2 separate regions of the Sus scrofa genome follow, and region 2 is linked to region 1. The links are chromatin contacts, called in public HiChIP or PLAC-seq maps. All regions are on one chromosome and are shown on one strand. The core of a region is the stretch at or near the end of the contact, and the rest is flanking DNA. Distances in the headings are between cores, read along the strand shown. Region 1 overlaps IFFO2 (intermediate filament family orphan 2). Region 2 overlaps UBR4 (E3 ubiquitin-protein ligase UBR4).

What was found. HiChIP or PLAC-seq counts read pairs in DNA pulled down with a chosen protein or histone mark.
Region 2: a contact with region 1 is called in an H3K27ac HiChIP or PLAC-seq map of alveolar macrophages. The contact joins two enhancer-like sites. A contact is called at or near these places in 2 of 2 datasets of contacts at active chromatin or transcription factors (alveolar macrophages and skeletal muscle).

What each region holds. Positions count from the first base shown.
Region 1 is chr6:77,425,042-77,432,167 of Sscrofa11.1, reverse strand. All of the region lies in intron 1 of IFFO2 (intermediate filament family orphan 2), which reads left to right. Among named protein-coding and RNA genes, the nearest start is that of ALDH4A1, 25 kb to the right of the region's middle. Within about 2 kb of position 4,582, at least 42 of the 83 cell types and tissues checked have an H3K27ac peak or open chromatin away from gene starts, as enhancers often do. A contact at or near this core is called in alveolar macrophages, where this site is marked.
Region 2 is chr6:77,621,569-77,628,694 of Sscrofa11.1, reverse strand. It overlaps UBR4 (E3 ubiquitin-protein ligase UBR4), which reads left to right. Exons shown (of 108, transcript XM_021095464.1): 61 at 1,703-1,799; 62 at 2,468-2,575; 63 at 3,014-3,130; 64 at 4,064-4,273; 65 at 5,553-5,702; 66 at 6,882-7,109. Among named protein-coding and RNA genes, the nearest start is that of UBR4, 83 kb to the left of the region's middle. Within about 2 kb of position 4,009, at least 6 of the 83 cell types and tissues checked have an H3K27ac peak or open chromatin away from gene starts, as enhancers often do. A contact at or near this core is called in alveolar macrophages, where this site is marked.

The sequences.
Region 1 (7,126 bases), core at 3,333-5,832:
TTCTGGGGAAGTCGCGAAGGGCTTCCTGGAGGAGGTGATGAAGTTTGTCGCAAGTCTGAAAGAGGTTGGAAATGGTGCCCCAGGAACTTCACATTTGCCTGCAGTTTGGGACACAGATTCCTCTTCACCACCATACACTTGCCGAGTCACTTTCCTTCTCAGAGTGGCCTGCTTGGTAGGGGACAGTGCCCACTGGGGTGTGGTCTCTAGACAGAAGTGCTAGAAGAAGGGCCCTGCCCTGCACACAGCTCTGGGTTACAGGCGTCCACAGAGCTGCCAGGTCTCCAAAGGGGTTTTCTTTTCTTTGTCTTTTTAGGGCCACACCTGTGGCATATGGAAGTTCCCAGGTTAAGGGTCGAATTGGAGCTACAGCTGCTGGCCTACACCACAGCCACAGCCATGCGGGATCTGAGTCACATCTGTGACCTGCATCGCAGCTCAGAGTAACAATGGATTCTTTAACCCACTGAGCGGGGCCAGGGATTGAACCTGCATCCTCATGGATGGTAGTCGGGTTTGTTACTGGGCCACAACGGGAATTCCCAAGGGGTTTTCCATAAATGACACCCATGTGGGAATGACACTGGGCACCTGGGCAGATATGGACACTGAGTGACTGGAATGGAAGACTCAGAAGCAGCTGGAACCTCAGACTGGCTTTGGGGCAGGTGACCAGGGACATCTCTGGGCCCAAGAGAACGCTCTTCAGTGCCTTGTGCCTGCTGAGGTGGCCCCATGAGGCCAGCAGGGCTTTGGCTGGCAGGATACCTTCTGCCTGAGTCTCTCCTGCTCTCATGGTGGCACTTGTTAAGACAGACTTCCATGCCTAAGCACGTGCCTGTTCATTCTTGGGGCACGTCTGGGGCATGGAGGCTGCAGCAGGACACTTGCTGGGTTTTGCTGGCGGTCGAATCAGCACTCTCAGCATCTGGCTCCTTTCCCTCGGCCACCTCCATGTCCATGTGCCCCTGGTCCCCCAGCCAGGTGACAGCGGCAGCCAGTTCATTCTCATTCTCATCATTGATGTGGTGGTTATGGTGGCATAGAGGCTCTGGGGTCAGCCAGTCCTGAGGTCATGTCTGGCCCTATCACTTGTGTTGTGGGTCCAGGACCACCCTTCCAGTCTCTCTGATCACGGAGGTCATGAAGAGGATGCCACTGACTTCGCCTGTCATACATGAGGCCATTGACTATTTGCAGAAAACCCTGTGAGGTGGGTGATCTTACCAAGGCTCAGAGAGGGTCAGCAGTCTGCTCCAGGCTGCAGAGCTGCAAGATGTGTAGCTGGGGTTTGATCCCAGGACCCTCTGGCTCCAGAGCCCCTGCCCTTCTTTCCTCTGCGCTCACTGCTTGGAGCTCAAAGGCTGGTGTCCCCATTGCCTTGGAGACCTTGTGGTTTATCTGCTAGCATTGCCGGTACCGTGGGGTGTTTGTCCGGGCACTATGGAAATTGTTTCCTGGCCTGGGTGGGGTGGGTGGGCCCTTCGAATGTATCTCGTTTGACACCATTGCTTTAAGAATGGGGAAGCGATGCTAGAGGAGGGGGAGCGACTTGCCCAAGGTGACACAGCAAGTTCAGGGCAGAGACCGGGATGCATGTACAATACTGGCTGTCTTGTTGCCTGGGGCTGCGGGGTGGACCCAGGGATTGTGATCCAGTGACAGGTTTGCGGGCTCTCCCTCCCACCTCTCCCAAGGCCTGGTGGGAGCCCCATAGGCCAGCTGCCCTGGAAGAGGTACCCGTGGTCACTGATACAGGAAGGGGGAGGGGGATGCCTCCACACGGCTCAGCCCCACGGTCCTGGGGCTTGCAGGGGCTTGCATTCACCTCCTTGCTGGGAAACCTCATTCACCACCTCTCTCAGCTGCTTCCAGGTCCCCAGAGGGTCAGGGCAGGATAGAGAAGTGTCCCTGCTTAGGTTGTCCAGGCCTTACGTACCCACCCGTCCCGCCTCCCCCAGACAAGCACAGGCAGGATAGTACCAGCGATGACAACAGCCATTGTCCAGCAAGGGTGCCTGTGTCCTTCACATGAGCTCACTTAATGTTCGTGAACCCCACAAAGTGGGATCGCTACCCGCATTGCACAGAGGAGAGCTGAGGTTTCTAGCTGGTGGTCAGCGGGCCCTCCAGGGACCACACAGAGGCAGACGACATCCTCAGTTTCTGCCCTTCTTGGTGGGGCTGGCGGAGACTCCTATCATCCTTGATTCTATGAGGGCCAAGCCGACTGGGTGAGTGAGTGGACAGCGAGGAACCATTGCAGGCCACCATCCACTCCCCCTGCTTGGTCACCAGCGGTGACGGCAGGGGCCAAAGGCCCCACACCATTATTCAGGATGACTCTGGATGCAGTGACATCCCCTGAGGCTGTCACCTCTTTCAGGCTCCAAGGAAGGGCCGCATCCAAGGTCTGCAAATGGTGCTGCACAGTGTCACATCCAGAGGAACTCTTAGGAATTATGTTATCATTGGGCAGATTGAGGCCCAGGTGGAGAAGGGACTTGCTGGGGTGGTGCGGTGGATCAACAACAGAGCTGGGACTTGAACCAGGATCTCCTGCTCCCTTGCTCAGAACCTTCTCCTCTACAGGGTGCCTCCCTGTGGACATCAGACTCCCTGCTCCTCTGGAGGAGCCTTGCACAGACCTCTCCGCTGAGATCCCTGAAAGCATCTGCTGTTCCAGCTTGAAAAGTGGGCCTGGGTGTGTGTGTGTGTATGGGGGGGGGTGTGTATGTGCGCGTGCAGTGGCAGCATGCTGGGGAGAGGTGCACACTTGATGTGGTGGTTGCTCAACCCGGCCCATCACCAGCTCACAGCCTGTGCTGGGGCTGCTGGGCCATTACCGCCCGCCTGTAATGGAATCGGCTGCCCTGGTTAAGTGTTCACATTAAATTAATACCTCCTCCGCGGAGACAATCAGTTGACATTTAATTTGTGTTTCCTTCTGAGCCGCGGAGTACAGCTGGGCAGCTGGGGCTCTGATGGGCACGTCTGCGAGGCGTCCCTTCCCCGGATCAGGGGCACGGTGCCCAAGGGGGCCCCAGAGTCCAGGGGTAGGATGGTGAGGGCGCGGGGGGCGGGGGAGGCCGTGCTGGGAGGTACCCGTGAGAGCGGGGCTTGCTGGGATGGGGGCGCCTCTCCGCTCACAGGCTGGGGGTTTCGGCCCTCCTTTTACTGGAGAGAGAAGATCCTTAGCGCAAACCAGATACGAGGAGGAAGTCAAAAGAGGAGAGACTCCACGTGTTTCAGCACTGGCTGCTGGGGGCGGGGGGGGGGGGGGGGGGGTGGCTCTCGCTCGCGGTGCATTCCTGGCCCCGCCCCCACTCCCACTGCCCTTTTGGTTCCTCTGTGATTTTTTCTGCCACAACCGTGAATTGTTATAGTCTTAGACAAGCAGGGTAGTGTGGAATGAGGAAGCTGATCCAGTTGTGATTTTTTTTGAGCTGTTGGGAGCTGTGCAGAAGCTAAGGGGTGAGTGCCAGCCCTGATCTTCTGCCCACTGTGTTACCCGTGGGCTTCTGTGAAACTGCGTTGGAAGGAGGGTCCCTCTGGTCTGCTTTGTGCCAGCAGTCTCCTTCTCCAGCTCGGATGTCAGTCTAGAGAAGGACCTGCCAGTCAGGGCAGTGAGGCTAGGGCAGGGCACATCCACCCCCACCCCACCCTGCAGCGGTCCCCTCCCCTGGCAGCCTGTACCTGGCTGTGCTGCAGTGGGTGAGCTCCCCATGCCAGGGGAGCAATTGCCCTCCACCCTTCTGCCCTCCGCCCGAGGCAGGGCCCACGCTTGGCCCAGAATGAAGTTTTCCACTGACGGCTCTGCACTCCAGCCTCCCCTGAGCTTTTGCTTCCCATCACCTGAGTGAGTTGGCCTGGGTGTGCCGGCAGCCCGCCTCCCCTTGAAAGGTGTGGACCATTCCTGGGGCGTCCTCCCAGCTCTCTGAGGTCTGGCCACTGGAGCCAGCCGTGGGATTCTCCAGATCAGATTGAGCCGTGGAGTGTCGGGGTGGGACTAGGTGTTCTCGATCACACTGCACCACCTCAGGTACCTCTCCCAACCACCCTCTAAAGGGGTGGGGTGCTTCCCATCGCACAGATGAGGCCACTGAGCCCCAGAGAGGGTGGCTGACTTGCCCAGAGTCATACAGCTGGGAAGTGGCAGGGGCAGGATTCCAACCTAGTTTCTTGCTACCCAGGAGTCTCTAGGACTTTCTCCCCAGAAGCCCCAGGGCTGTCCCAGGAGACTAAATTGTTTCACTGGGGCTGCACCCCGTTTCCCCTAGAGCTGGAGCCCCGGAGCCTCTTTCCGTGACTGCACAGGAAGTGAAAAATCTCTGAGTCAGTCCCTCTGCCAGTGACTTCAGCTTGGCTTTCCGCTGCTCAGCGGGCCAGGCTTTGTGGCCCCTTTCCTGCGGGTCCATGTGTCATCCTGAGCTGATGGGGGAGGGGAGAGACTGGCCCCGCGAGTTGACTGGGGGTGGGGGCTGCTGTTGAAGCTGCCATCCCCTCCCCCCAGTGGCCGGCGGAGACTTCTCGTCCATCACGTGGTCCAGCGGTGGCTCTTCAGGAATGTGGGGAGACCACATCTGGCTGAGGCGGGGCGGCCCCCTCCTTCCCCATCCCAGCCTCTTCCTCACACGTGCGCTCCATCTGCTAAGATGGTGGCCGAGCCCCGAGAGATGCGGTGTCCTTTCCTCTCCCCGCCCGCACTGTCCTGACGGCCCTGCCTCCCCTCCACAGCCGGCAGGGCTGTGGGAAGGTCTCTCCTTCCTCCTGCCCACTTCCTGCCCAGGCTGGCCCTCTGCCTGGCCTGACCTCTCCTGGGGGAGGCCCCAGAGCCCCCAGGCTGGGGCCCAGCAGACTGAGAATGTTCCAGGCTCAGGCACCCTGGCTGGGGAGGGGACAGGCAGGGGAGCGAGGCGTGATCGTCACTTGGGTTATTCATTTATTCATCAAATCCATTCAGCAACTGTCCGACTCCTTACCATGTGCAGTGAGCATAGTCGTAATTATAACTAGTCTTAATTATAACTAGTTCTCTGGCTGCTGGAGGGGCCAGACCCCCAGCTTTAGACCTGACCCCTTTTCTCACCTTGAACACACGTCTGCTCCATGGTTCCTCTACGCTCCAACAGGGTGCCCGAGACCTCCTAAGATGAGTGCTGGAGAGCCTGGCTGTGCTGCCTGCCTATACATCCACGTTCCCGACCAGTGGGCTCCACACTCTGTGCCCCTGCTTGTCCTTTGCCCTCCTGGACTGCCCTTGCCCTTGTCCAGCACGGCCGTGTTGTGGATCAGGCCCACGGGGTTTGGACACTGGTCAGCAGAGAGACAGTGGTGATTGAGTCGCAGGGGGCAGTAGGCTGGGCCGGGCCAGAAGCTGGGCCCTGAGACCTAGTCCAACCAGAGCCGGCCTGTGGCTGTGGGCTGGTCACCTGCCCATCAGACAGTGTCCCTGGGATGTGTTGGGCTCACATACTCCATCTCATTACAGATGGAGAGATCCAGGCTCTGGGTGATGGCGACAGATCAGAGGCAAACCCCGGGTTTGGACTCATGTCCTTCGGCCTCACTCCTCACGAGTGTTGGCTTGGGCCAGGGGAGGGGAGGGCATGGAGCTGTCCACTCCCAGGTGACCCTGCACCTCAGTTTCCTTATCTGAACCCTCAAAGGCGTGGTCTAGGTGAACCTTGGTCTCTTTCAGCCTTTGCCTCTGAAGATTCTCTGAGAGTCTCTTGTTTCTGTAAAATGGAAACAACCCCTACTTGCTGGCTGTGTGATGTGGGGTGAGGTGCTCATGCTTGTGGACTTCAGCTTCTTTATCAATGACGTGGAGATAATCATAACCTAACCTCGAGGTTACTGCAAGACCAAAATGAGGCTCTACCTGTGAAGCACCTGAGAATGGTGCCTGGCATGTCATAAGCACTCATTCTGGGTTGACTCTCTGAGCACACCACTACCACCATTATCATCACCACCACCATCACTATCCCTATCACCATCACCACCACCACCATCATCACCATTACCACCACCATCATCACCACCACCACCACCATCCCTATCATCATCATCATCATTGTCACCATCATCACCACCATCATCATTGTCACCATCATCACCACCATCACCACCACCACCGCCATCATTATCATCCTTACCATCATCACCACCACCACCACCACCACCATCACCATCGTCACTGCCACCATCATCCATTCTGCCTGCAGAGGCTGGCATGAGCATCTGTAGACTAAGAGCACTTTGAGGAGCTGGCACGGGTCCGAGGCTATTGTCAAAGGATGTCTGCAGGTAGGGGGAGAGCGAGAGCATTCTGAGGGTGAGGTGCTGGGGCGAGAGAAGTCTCTGTGGTGTGGTTGGGGCCGTGAGCAGCTTGGTTTGGGGCCTGAGCGCTTTGGAGGTGGAGAAGATGGAGCACGGCCCATCCATCACGGTTCCTGGCATTGTGGGCTGGCGTTTTGGGTGAGAGCCATGCTTGAGGAGATGCCCCAGCCAGGCCGCCTGGGGACGGTGGCCCCCCGAGCCCTGCTGCCTCAAGCCTGAGCCCGGGGAGGGAAAACAATGAAGTGGCTGCTGAGGCTTGGGGACGAGGACATTGGAAACAAGCCTGGGAGAATGGATAGAGTTGAGGAGGCTGAGGAGGAGGGAGCGAAAGGGGCATCACGTTACCTCTGATGGTCTGTTTCCTCATCTGCAAAATGGGGACCATTTTTAGAGGAGGATTAAGTGACATTTTATATTTTACAAACATATGAAGACCCAGCGTGGTGAACACTACCTAGGAGGTGACCAGTGACCCTCCCTCTCTCCTCTCCCTTCAAGAGAATAGAATTTGGAAGTTTTATGAGCTGGTGGATCAGGGTGGGCAAGCGTGGGGCTAAGGGCTTCAGGCCATCTTGGCCTTGGCTGGAGTTGTCTGCGTGCACCGAGTCTTCATTTTCCCACCCGTGAAATGGGGAGGCAATTTCTCTCCAGCTTCAGAGCCCACTGTGTGAGCTCCCTTGCCCAGGAGTGGGCTGGACATAAAAGTCAGGACGGCAAAGGTTAAAGAACATGACATCCACCAACCCCAACCCATCGTAGGTGTGTCCCCTTTCGGTGGCAA
Region 2 (7,126 bases), core at 2,760-5,259, 200 kb before region 1:
CAGATGCAGCTCAGATCCTGCGTTGTTGTGGCTGTGGTGTAGGCTGGCGGATACAGCTCTGACTGGACCCCTAGCCTGGCAACCTCCATATGCTTCGGGTACAGCTCTCAAAAGTAGGGGGGGAAAAAAAGAGTACCACTATCTTAAGAGTTTGAAAAGTCAGTAATCTGGCGTGATCTTGGTCCAGGTCCAGACTCTTCATTACATTGACTTTTTCCTTTCTGTGTATATTCACATGCTCATTATCCAAATCTGAAGATTTTCATCCATCTCAAAACCTGTTATCTTTTATCCTAGAAGTATTGCTAATGTCTTGTCTTTTGGTCACTTGTACCTAATCCTGTTCTGAGCAATTTCATTCATTTGTAGTCCGTACGTAGCTGGGCTAATTATTTGAAGATGCATGGATGGGCTTTTATGTAGTACTGTATGGTGAAGGTTGTTTTGGTCATTCTTTTGAATTCTTTTTATTTTATTTATTTGTTATTTTTTTTGGTCTTTTTGCTATTTCTTGGGCTGCTCCCGCGGCATATGAAGTTCCCAGGCTAGGGGTCAAATTGGAGCTGTAGCCGCCGGCCTACGCCAGAGCCACAGCAATGCGGGATCCAGCCGCCTCTGCAACCTACACCACAGCTCACGGCAATGCCGGATCATTAACCCACTGAGCAAGGGCAGGGACCGAACCTGCAACCTCATGGTTCCTAGTCGGATTCCTTAACCACTGTGCCACGATGGGAACTCCGAGTTCTTTTTAAAATGATTGTCATTTATTACTCAAGATTCTATTTTCACCCAGAATTTTATTATTTTGAAAATATTCTAGATACCCACTAGGATATATAATACATGGAAATCAAACTTAAAAAAATGCATAGGCATATGGTTTCTTGCACACAGCTGGTAAAGTAAAATGAAGCAAAAGCAGTTTATTAATTATAAGAATGAATCCATTAATTGGTTCAGCAAATGGATTGTTAATCTGTGTTAGATGAGAGTGCCAACCAACTTGTTGACAAGACCCTAGCTACTTAATTTGCATAGTGGTTCTCTTGAATGAGCATATTCATTCACAATCCAGAGGCACACATTTGCTACGAAGTCCAGGTGTATGTCTGCAGATGCAGAAGGCAAGGTAGTAGCCAACTGTGTATATGGGAGAACTCATGGTTCTAGTATGGATGTTGAAGTTGAATTTTACACTAGCAAAGCCGATAGAAAAGGTGTGAGAGGGTGAAGCAGTGACCGGTCTTCCTGAGGATTGGGAAACAAGAAGAAAGGGCTGGGGCACCATGCAGCTGGATGATATAAAATTTGTAGATGGAAGAATTCCAGAAAATAATGCCCAGAGGAGGCAGAATAGGGCCATGTGTCAGGAAAAGCCGTAGAGCTTACTATGGAAGGTTTGATTTTATTACTGAGAACAACTGGGACCGGATTGCTTGAGAAATATTTTAAGTTTCCTCTAATAAGTTTTCAGGGCCATCAGTTATATCTTGGAATAGTTTTGCTCCCCTTCAGCAGAGAGAGATTTTTCCTTCCATTTCCTACCTCCAAAGGCATTTCTCACATTTTTTTAAATGCTAGGATTATTCCTAAGAAGTAGGTTCCTTATTTAACCTTGATGGCAGGAGGAAAGAACTATGTTCAGCTGGTTAGTGTTCGTGTATTAGCTCAAGTTTCACATGTTTCCCTTGGCCTTCAGGCTGCACATGGTCCGTCTGATGCTGCTGGAGAGACTACTGCAAACCTTGCCCCAGTTACGAAATGTTGGAGGTGTCCGGGCCATCCCATACATGCAGGTATCCCTCGGTTCACCTGGGTCTATCTCATCATAGTTGGACCATCCTTTGGCATGATCAGAGCTCTCCTCCAGGGGCTCTGTAAAGCCTTGTTTGGTATTAGGTTATAGAATAATGACATGTAATTTTGAATTGCAAGTAACAGCCCTGCATTTTGTAGATGAGAAGCCCAAGGATCAGAGAAATAAAATAAACAGTGTCAGTCTGCAGCCGTCCAGCTAGTTATTGACAGAGCCAGGAACAAAAGTCAGCATCAGAGATTCTTAGTATATAATAACTCCCTGTTAATATTGGTGTTAGAGTGTGGTCTGGAGGCTATGCTCCCACTAGTTGCCTTTCTCTTAGGCAAAATTGTTCTTTATTTAGCACAGCACAGTGCTGTATCTTAAGCCACTTTTGTTGGATATAAGATGTAGGTTAGTTAGTTTTGCAGACTTTTTGCAGAACATTTTCTGTGATGCCAAGGGTGGCATCTACCAAAACTGGGCTCTTCTGCCTCTGGACACTTCAACTTTGATTACCTTGAAACTTAGAACCTTTTCGTGGATTTAGTTACATGATTGACAGAGAAGTCAGGAAACCCAAGGGGTCTTTGGAAACCTCTTTGTTTAGTGTTGTTGCTCTTCGGGGAACTGGCTTTCATGTTTTATCTCTCTGTTGACTTCCAGGTCATTCTGATGCTTACTACAGATCTGGATGGGGAAGATGAGAAGGACAAGGGTGCCCTGGACAACCTGCTGTCCCAGCTTATTGCTGAACTGGGCATGGATAAGAAGGTGAAATTTGAGTCACACTGTGTGATAAGCAGGGATTGGCGAGACAAGTTTTCAGTTTTTCATTCCTCTTTTAAAGAAGCTTCACCTAGTTTCAGGGGGTGACCCTGAGGACTGCAGTCTTATTGATTCGTCAAAGATGTTTTGGTGCCTACTTTGGCCCAGACATACTTTTGGATCTGGCTGTGCATGCGTCCCTGTCCTCATGGACCTTTTGTAGCTGTTCAAGGTGTAAACAGCAAATTGGTTGTTTGTCTCTTACCATGGCTTCCTGGCTGTGTCAGGCTCTGGATCATCCAGGGACGCTGGGGCCTGCTTAGTCTCTGATTCCATGGGAGGAATAGTTAGCATCAGTGGGCACAGGGTGGCAAGGGGTCTTGTTGAGAGGATCCCTCAAGGCTGGAGTCAGTGTGGTCTTCTGGGCTCCGCCTCCGCCTGCAGGATGTCTCCAGAAAGAACGAGCGCAGCGCCCTGAACGAGGTCCACCTGGTGGTGATGAGGCTCCTGAGTGTCTTCATGTCCAGGACCAAGTCCGGATCCAAATCTTCCATATGTGAGGTATTTAGCCTTGAGCTCATGTCTGATGGGTGCTAGGACGAGGGGCAGAGGGGATAGCCCTCTGTTAGAGCAAGGCCGTTGTCGCTCGGGAGGAGTAAGATTCTAAGCTGTCACCCACCTCTTCAGGAGCAGAGCCTCCACCTCTTTCAGAATCCCTTCCAAGCTCTGATCTTTTCCAACAATCCCTCCATTGGAGGGGTTAAAGGGTTTGGAAGTTCCATTATTGAAAAGCAGGGACTGTTCTGCAAGGCGCAGAATGGCTAAGAGGATTCCCCTCTGTGCGTCGCTATAAGGTATGGTAATAACGCAGAGAAAAAGCAGCGCGTGCGGGGTGGAAAGGAGATTAACACAGAGCAGGGAAGGTAGAAATGGAGGCTGAACTGCGTCCCATCCTAATGAGCTTACGAGCCGTGGGGTTTGCTGGGATTTGCAAGGCTCTCCTAATGGTTTTATTTACAGTAGCTTTTCTCCTACTTTTTTATTCATGTGATCCCCACCCCATCTCCTGTGGAAGCTGTGGGAAGAGCCCCTACTTGGAGAGTGGGGTTGCTGAGAAGGGCCTATAGGGGAAAGTTTTCTCTCTTCTTGAAAGAAATGGGCTTCTTTCCTAGTTGCCCATGGGAAAAGAAAAAACCTCTTCCCTCCAGGTGGAAAGGTTATCAACTCCTTGCCTCCCTGGCTTCTGGCACGTATGAGTAGGGAGATTAGAGTTGAGAACTAGTGTTTCTTTGTTCTCCGTTACCATGCTGTTGTTCCAAAGAGTTGGGGAAATGTTTGAGCTGGTTGGGAAACTTCTCTAACTCAAGAGACTGACTCACTCACTCCCATGACCATGCGCATTCTCAGACTCCTGTGAGCGGGTCTCCTACCCCCACAGCTGGATGACACACAGCTTTTACAGGCCATTCTCAGCTTCTCCCTCTTTCTCCCCAGTCGTCTTCCCTCATCTCCAGTGCCACGGCAGCAGCCCTGCTGAGCTCAGGGGCTGTGGACTACTGCCTGCACGTGCTCAAGTCCCTGCTGGAGTATTGGAAGAGCCAGCAGAATGATGAGGAGCCCGTGGCTACCAGCCAGTTGCTAAAACCGCACACTACGTCATCCCCACCCGACATGAGCCCGTTCTTCCTCCGCCAGTACGTGAAGGTGAGGCCCTTCCCCGACAGTGGCCCACTCCTGTCCCTCAGCCAGAGAACTGTCACTCTCCTCTTCACCCTCTGTGAGTAGTGTAGATGGAGCCACGAATGTCACGTACTCCCCCTGCTGTCGTGAGGCCCTGTATCAGGCTAGTTGAGAAGATGGGCTTTCTGGTCAGGTGAGTCTGGGAACAGGTCTCAGGGAACAGATGTTGCCACCTACCAGCCGTGAAGCTTGGAGAAGTTTTGTCTGACCTCAGTAAGCCTCAGTGTGTACACCTGGAAAATGAGGCTGCACATGAATCTGCTTTATAGACTTGTTGTAAGCACTGAACGAGGTGATGCTTGTGAAGTACAGTGCCTGGCACATGCCAGTGTGGCTCATAAATGTTAATTACTACCATTTCTGTCCCACTTGAGTCCCTGTAGTGGAGTAGCGTGGCCTGGGCTGGCTCTTATTCCATAATCAGTTTTGAGTAGTGTGGGAATGTAAGGGGATAAAATGCAAATCTGGTCATGTCCTTCTCTTTTCTATAACCTTTTGCGAGTTTTCTATTATAACTTTTAGGTCAAAAACTTCTTTGTGGATCCACCTGTCTACTTAACTCTTGTTTCCTCACCTGCAGCACCCTGCATGCAGCCCTGCTGATCTCTGCGTTTCTCCTCATGTGGCTGTTACCTTCGTAGATGCTGTCCCTTCTGAAGTTCTTTCCTCTCCTCTGCATCCCATCTTTTCCCCAGCTCGTTATTCCTTGTCTTTCCTCAGGACCCAGTTCAGGCATTGGCTCCTTCCCCAACGCACACTTCCCTGCTGTCCAGTCTGGTCCAGGTAGCCTTTCCCTGGTCCCTGGGCTTGCGTGGAGTCCTTCCGTCCAGACTATCAGCAAAGACCATATGTTATTCCTCTCAACCCCCAGTTCGATGACACAGAAAGTCAGAAATCCTTCTCCACTACTATGTGTTCTCTTTTTTCCCTAATCTAATTTTTATGTAAGCAGAGTAAAAATCAATCCAGTGTCAAAAACCAGAGTGAAATGTGAGAACTTTAAAGAGCAGTGAGATCTGCTTCCACCATAACCTTTGCCTGTAATGAAATTGCCCCAGGAGCCGGGGGCCTTTGGGGGGTGTGTAAACTAAACTGTCAGTCCGTGATGGCTCCAGTTTTGAAAGGCACCACTTACCATCTCCAGCATAAGTGGTACCTAGTCGGCAGTAAGCTGGCCTCTTTTCTAACTCTGGCCACGGAAGCTTGTCAGTCACAGGTTTTTACACGAGTGTTCTTCTCCCAGGGCCACGCTGCTGATGTGTTTGAGGCCTACACTCAGCTCCTAACGGAGATGGTCCTGAGGCTGCCCTACCAAATCAAGAAGATCGCCGACACCAATTCTCGAATCCCACCTCCCGTTTTTGATCATTCGTGGTTTTACTTTCTCTCAGAGGTAAGTGAAGGTGCCAGTCGAGCAGAGGATCCGCCAGCTGTGACTGCCTTTGTGGCCGCCTTGTGCCCTGACCCTCGTGCGGTATTTCCCCAGCAGAGTCCCCCCACCATTTAGGTCTCGCCCTTCCGGAGAGTAGTGAGACCGTGGAAGATGGCCATCAAAGCAGGCCGTCCACTCTCGTCTCTGCTTCCGTACATTTAACTTCGCCCACACGTGGTCATAACGGACAAGTTTAGCAGTCCGGACTCTGTCTGGAAAACGGAAAAGTGTCCTAGTTAAAGTAACTGGGAGGTTTTAATATAGAGAATGGGTTAAACAGCTGTTGAAGAACCAAAAAGATAACAAGGGAATGTTGAGGTGACGCAGAGATAGTCACCGCAAGAAGCAGCTGCCAGCAGCCCCACGAATGGGGAGGAGAGGCCTGGGGGATCTGAGGAGGGGCTGCTGCAGCACCACCCCGAGGTCTCAGGGGCTGCAGGGTGCTTGGTTCTGCAGGTGTGAAAGGAGCTGATGGACAGGACCCCGTGCGCCGGGTTTGTCCTTGACTGAAGAAATGCTGGAGGCCGCCAGGGTGAAGGGCTGCTAGGACGGCAGGCAAACAGGGAGGAGCGAGTCCCTTTTCCTCTGGCCTTCTGGCGTCCCTCCCATGCTCCCGTTGGCAGACCCTCAGGGAACCCACTGCAGAGCAGCAGTTCATTTAGCGTAGCTCTGGACTGGACATCCCAGAACAGGGTGGGTTTGGAACTGAGAGAAGACAGTCTAATAACTCACACAGCAAGTGTGAGGTTAATGTTAGCAAACCCCAGATGACCTCTTCATGTTGTGGAGCTTCTGCCCACCTCTTTGACCTGGACCGGGGATTCTGAATCTCTTTCCCACAGAGTTTCACTCTGAGTGCGCCAGAGTGGAGGCCAGCTTCCCTGTAGATCCCTCAGTTCTTCACAGGGGTAGCAGGAATACCGCTCTTTCCCCCTTTTGGACATTTGTCTTTCTATGCCTTTCTTCTTGTCCCTCTAAGGGTTACTGAAGCTCACCAGGAGGTAGCCTGACTGTGAGGACATAGCTTGGTTTGTGTTCCTCACCAGTTTTTAATAATAGTTCATGAAAACCCAGAGGGCCACGGCTTGTGCATGTACAGTTCCAGAGTCATTGACACTTTGTGCTCTTTCTCCCTTCAAGTACCTGATGATCCAGCAAACCCCGTTTGTGCGCCGGCAAGTCCGCAAACTTCTGCTTTTCATCTGTGGGTCAAAGGAGAAGTACCGCCAGCTCCGGGATTTGCACACCCTGGACTCCCATGTGCGTGGGATCAAGAAGCTGCTGGAGGAGCAGGGGATATTCCTCCGGGCGAGCGTGGTCACGGCCAGCTCAGGCTCCGCCTTGCAGTATGACACGCTTATCAGCCTGGTACGGCCGGTGAGGGG